Regions from separate parts of the Danio rerio genome. Here region 1 is linked to region 2. The links are chromatin contacts, called in public Hi-C maps. All regions are on one chromosome and are shown on one strand. Each heading gives the region's core, a stretch centred on a gene start, on an enhancer-like site or on the middle of the called end of the contact. The rest is flanking DNA. Distances are from core to core; before and after follow the strand shown.

Region 1 (2,700 bases), core at 75-2,574, 150 kb after region 2:
TAACTTATCCAGCACGTTTTTACGCAGCGGATGCCCTTCCAGCCGCAACCCATTTCTGGGAAACATCCACACACACTTATTCACTATGGACAATTTAGCCTACCCAACTCACCTGTATCGCATGTCTTTGGACTGTGGGGGAAACCGGAGCACCCAGAGGAAACCCACGCGAATGAAGGGAGAACATGCAAACTCCACATAGAAACGCCAACTCAAATAGCCGAGGCTCGAACCAGCGACCTTCTTGCTGTGAGGCGACAGCACTACCTACTGTGGCACTGCGTTACTCTATATTATATTATAATATTTTATGTTATGTTATGTTATTTTACATTATATTATATTATATTACAATATATTATATATTTTTACATCGTATTATATTATAATATTTTATTTTATATCATATTATTTTACATTATATTATATTATAATATTTTATATTATATTATGTTATATTATTTTACATTATATTATTTTACATTATATTATATTATTATAAATTATATTATAATATTTTATTTTTCATTATAGTATTATACAGTATATTATATTATAATTTTTATATATTATAATATATCATTTTACATTATATTATTTTACGTTACATTATATTAAATTATTTTTCACATAATTAACACTTTTTATCATTGCTTTAGCTTGAAATATACGAATGCATAGAACTGAAACTTAAAATAAGACAAAAGTATATGTAATGCACGCATAATAACGTTAATAGTTATTATTTATCACGAAGATTGAATAATTCAACACTTTAATGTTTTTTTCTCCTTTTTTTCACTGACCTGTAATTAAAGTTACATACTAATTCGTTTACATGGTTTGCATTCAAGTATGCGCGCGTATAATTTAGAGTATAATCTTGAAAAGTTATTTTTTCTCATCTAATAATTTATTATTTTTAATAATTTAATCAAGTTTTTTTATTATTATTTCAGCCCGTGCATGTGAAACATGCAGTGCTTTGTTGTTTTTAAATGTAGTTTTCAGTAAGTTTGTAAACTTGTGTGACATCCTTCAAGTTGTCTCTCCGGCACACATGACAAGAGCGCGCACTCCGATGTACAATGCGCCTCATGAGAACATTCCAGTTTGGTAAAGTCAGTTTGGAATTTGAATAGCACAGAAGAACCGCCTCTCTGTGATTGGACAAGATCAAAACCTCTGAGAGGAATCCGCTTGTCACTCAACGGCATTCTGGGCCTCTGATTGGCCGCTGGCGAAGTGGGCGTAAAGTTCTCCGCCATATATATACTATGGCAGCAAGCGCAGGCTAATGATTGCCTACGCTCACACGTTGAGGCAGAAACGACCGCGTTCAATGTTTCTCCACAGAGCTGACTTAAGCCTTCGTCCCCGAACGAAATATCGTGATTCTGACTAAAAGAAAGTTAGTTTCCTTCGTCGGAGAGGTGGGAAAGCATCAGCAGCCCGACCATGATCAACACCATGGAGTGTGCAGTGGATGCACAAAGTCTGATTTCGATATCTTTACGGAAAATCCACAACTCCCGTACGCAGAGAGGAGGAATCAAGCTGCACAAAAACCTGCTGGTCTCCTATGTGCTGAGGAACGCCAGGCAGGTCTACATGAACGAGAAGTACGCGGAGATCTACAGGATGCAGCAGTACGAGGAGGTGATGACGGTCTGCAACGAGATCCAGGAGCTGAACCCGCTGGATCTGGCGGAGGACTGTGAGGATCAGACGGCGGACTGCTGCGGCAGCGCGAGCGAGTCAGCGAGCCTCTGCGGCGCGCTCCTGCCCGCCGTCGGTCACCAGACTTCACCGGCGGCGCAGCACATACAGCCGGCCAGCGCCTGCTCGGTGCCCCTGGCTCTCCAAAGCGAGGAGGTGTGCAAAGCGGCGCCGGAGCCCTCGTTCTACCGCAGCTGCTGCGCGGAAGCCTACCCCGTGTCCAACTGTGACTTTTCGCCGGTAAACAACATGCACTGCAACAAAACTACAGTGCTCGACTTGGACACGCATGTCGTTACCACAGTAGAGAACGGGTATTTGCACCAGGACTGCTGCGCTTCGCTCCAACAGTGCTGCCAGGGCGCACAGAGCCCGGCCAAGAAACGCAAGCTTGACTTTGGTTACTACGTGTCCGAGATCGAGGAGGCACCGGATTTTACGCCGTGCAAAAGAGCGAAATTCGAGGACTCCTCATACGCGATCACGGAGCCCTTAGACACGTCGAACATTTCCAACCTCATCTCGATCTTCGGCTCGGGGTTTTCGGGACTGGTGAGCAGACAAGCGGACTTGGAGCAAGCCTTAAACGGACAGTTCTGTAGCAAACAAGCCCTGGCGAGTTTAGGGGCTTGGACGCGAGCTATTGTAGCCTTTTGACTCTGTGGTTAATGCGAATTCAGATACTTTATGAAATTGTACAAAGTCTAAGACAAATTGACTTTTATTTTTGCAGCAAAGTTATTTAAGCCTTTCTGTTTTTATTTTTGGTTTGTTTTTGGTTTCGTTTCAGTGGGGGAGGCGGACAGTGGTTGTAGCCTACCACTTGTGATGTATCCTTTAAAACAAATGTCGATATTACAAACAAACGAAGTTGAATTTCGTTGCCTTAAACCCAACGCAGACTGCTAGCTATATGGCCACAAACATGGGAAGTCTCTGAATGTTTCGCTCGTGGATTGTTTCTTTTCTCTTTCTCCTCTT
Region 2 (2,700 bases), core at 66-2,565:
ATATTGTGATAAAATCGATATCCTCTGGACAGTGGAATATAAATTTTAGCTCATATTGCCCAGCTAATTTTACAAGTTGCTCTTTTAGTAATTCGCAATATTTTTTAAATTCATATATTTCTAAAAATTTAGGAACATGATACATTTTGCCATTGAAAACAATATCCTCTAGTGTGACACAACATGCTATTTTTCATCACCAATTCCACTGAAAACATACTTAGATGAGGGACCCCATTGAAGATCATGTGACTGAAGCCTATGAAGTCCATGATGTGCACCTGTTAAGTTTCATTCATTCTTTTAATTTCTTTTCACCTTAGTTACTTTATTAATCAGGGGTTGCCACAGCGGAATGAACCGCCAACTTATCCAGCATATGTTTTTCGAAGCTGATGCCCTAACAACCGCAACCATCACTCGGAAACATCCTTACACTTTCATTTACACACATGCACTACAGACAATTTTAGCATACCAAAATTCACCTATATCGCATGTCTTTGGACTTGTTGGGGAAACCAGAGCAACTGGAGGAAACCCACGCCAACGCAGGAAGAACATGAAAACTCCACACAGAAATGCCAACTAACCCAGCCAGGGCTCAAACTAGCGACCTTCTTGCTGTGAGGCGATCGTTTTACCCATTGCGCCACCGTAACGCCCCCTGTTAAGTTTTCGTCTCTGAATTTTATCAACTTTTTTGAAACCACTCCAAGATAAAGTTTTGTTGTCCTTTGGTTTATCACCCCTATTTACTGAAAAAGTAAAAGTCATGGAGAAAAAAAGATTCATAATTTCATATCAAATAAATAGCACTATATGAAGATACGTGTTCAACAACAAGGATAAATCGCTCTTGTGATATTTTTATATTATTAAGTTGTTTGTTTGTCTGTTTGTTTGTTTTTTGTTGTTGTTGTTGTTGTTGTTGTTTTTGCTGTCACACCATTGGACATATTTACAATATGTAAAAGAGTTGATCGTTAATAAACCCATTATATTTTCTCAAGCATCATACATCTTAAATAAATATATATTTTTAAAAACTCTTCAACAACAGTATTTTTACTGTGCATTTGTCAAATACAGATACGTATGTACATCTTATATTTTAACCACTTATTGTTGAAAGCAACCTTTAAAATGGTCAATCCTGAAAATGTAGTGTAACTGAAAAGAAAGGAAATTATACTGGTCCTCCACCCTTGCATATTCCCTGTGTAACTACTGCCTACCCTCTTGCCTGTGTGTGTGTGTGCGTTTTGTCTGGTTTCGGTAGCCTGTGCGTGCACACCCTCCAGTGACAGATGGCGTCAAAGGATCATGGCTCTCATTGTCCTCTGATGGCTATTTGTGTGCATGGAGGACAGCCGTTACTGAGGGGAGAGACTGAAGCAGCTCCGCACAGCACTGAGGCCCCCTAGACTGCGGAGGAATCAGAGCTGCTGCTGTATTCACTGAAACACCTGAGAGCAGGGCTGATCAGCAACCCACCCCCTCTACTTTAATTAACCAGTACACCAGCAACACGGCTGGCCATTCACATCACATCTCATCTGTATTTTAGCGATGAGAACCGTTTTCCTGGCAAGCACAAACCACTGTGTTATACAATAGGCAATTCTCTTTTTTATTTAATACAGGAATGTATAGGAAATAATTATAAAATTTAAACAGACTGAACAAAGGAGAATAAAACAATGTTTTTATCGCCTCCGTTTTGCTCTCTCGCCAATGCCAGTTTTAACAGGTATCAGAGGTCATTTTAGATCCTGTCCATATGAATAACACTAAAATAAAGCGACAGTTGGTGAGATATTTAATATTAAGTATCAAAATTTATTTAAATGGCTGCATGGTGGCACAGTGGGTAGCACGTTCGCCTCACAGCAAGAAGGTTGCTGGTTCGAGCCCCGCTGGGTCAGTTGGCATTTCTATGTAGAGTTTGCATGTTCTCCCTGCGTTTGCGTGGGTTTCCTCAGAGTTCTCCGGTTTCCCCCACAATCCAAATACATGTGGTACAGGTGAATTGGGTAAGCTAAATAGTCCATAGTCTATGTGTGTGAATGAGTGTGTGTGGATGTTTCCCAGTGACAGGTTGCAGTTGGAAGGGCATCCGCTGCATAAAACATATGCTAGATGCAAGAACATATTTGATTCAAAGCATCGTTACTTCAAGTTTCAGTGTCACAAAATGCTTTAGAAATCCAATTAATTTGCTAATTTGGTGGTCAAGTAACATTTATAATAATAATATTTATTATTAGTGCTATTATTATTATTATTATTATCATCATCATCATCATCAACAACATTATTATCAATGTTGAAAAAAATGCTTAATATATTTATTAAAAACATGATACTTTTTTCAGGATTTGGTGATAAACAGAAAATGTATAAGAATTAGGACTGCCATGAATCATTGCTGATAAATCGTCAACATCAATATTTTTAACTGACTTATCATTTTATATTATTGTACCTTGCCTTTGTTACAATGTTGTTATTAATGCTTCGACACAAATACCAAAATATGATATGATACATGAACACCTGAAGAGGAAACATACTGGGATACTGAGGCTATTATGGATGATGGCACACCAGAGAATCCAAAACAACTGTAGGTGTCTTTGTCTGGTAAATTAGCTCAGCCTTTGTAGGCAGAATGTTTAAAAGTATAAAGTGTCTAAA

What was found. A called contact is a pair of places that touch in the nucleus more often than the background predicts.
Region 1: a Hi-C map of embryo shows a contact between it and region 2, with 2.8 times the contacts expected there. The contact joins the promoter of ier5l here to the enhancer-like site in region 2. A contact is called at or near these places in 2 of 18 Hi-C or Micro-C datasets (both in embryo) and 2 of 4 datasets of contacts at active chromatin or transcription factors (caudal fin and embryo).

The regions. Positions count from the first base shown.
Region 1 is chr5:33,410,287-33,412,986 of GRCz12tu, forward strand. ier5l (immediate early response 5-like) reads left to right here and starts at 1,325. Exons shown (of 1, transcript NM_199754.1): 1 at 1,325-2,700. The coding sequence starts at 1,459. The coding sequence ends at 2,376.
Region 2 is chr5:33,264,991-33,267,690 of GRCz12tu, forward strand. No RefSeq gene overlaps it. Among named protein-coding and RNA genes, the nearest start is that of ntmt1, 140 kb to the left of the region's middle. Within about 2 kb of position 1,316, at least 11 of the 62 cell types and tissues checked have an H3K27ac peak or open chromatin away from gene starts, as enhancers often do.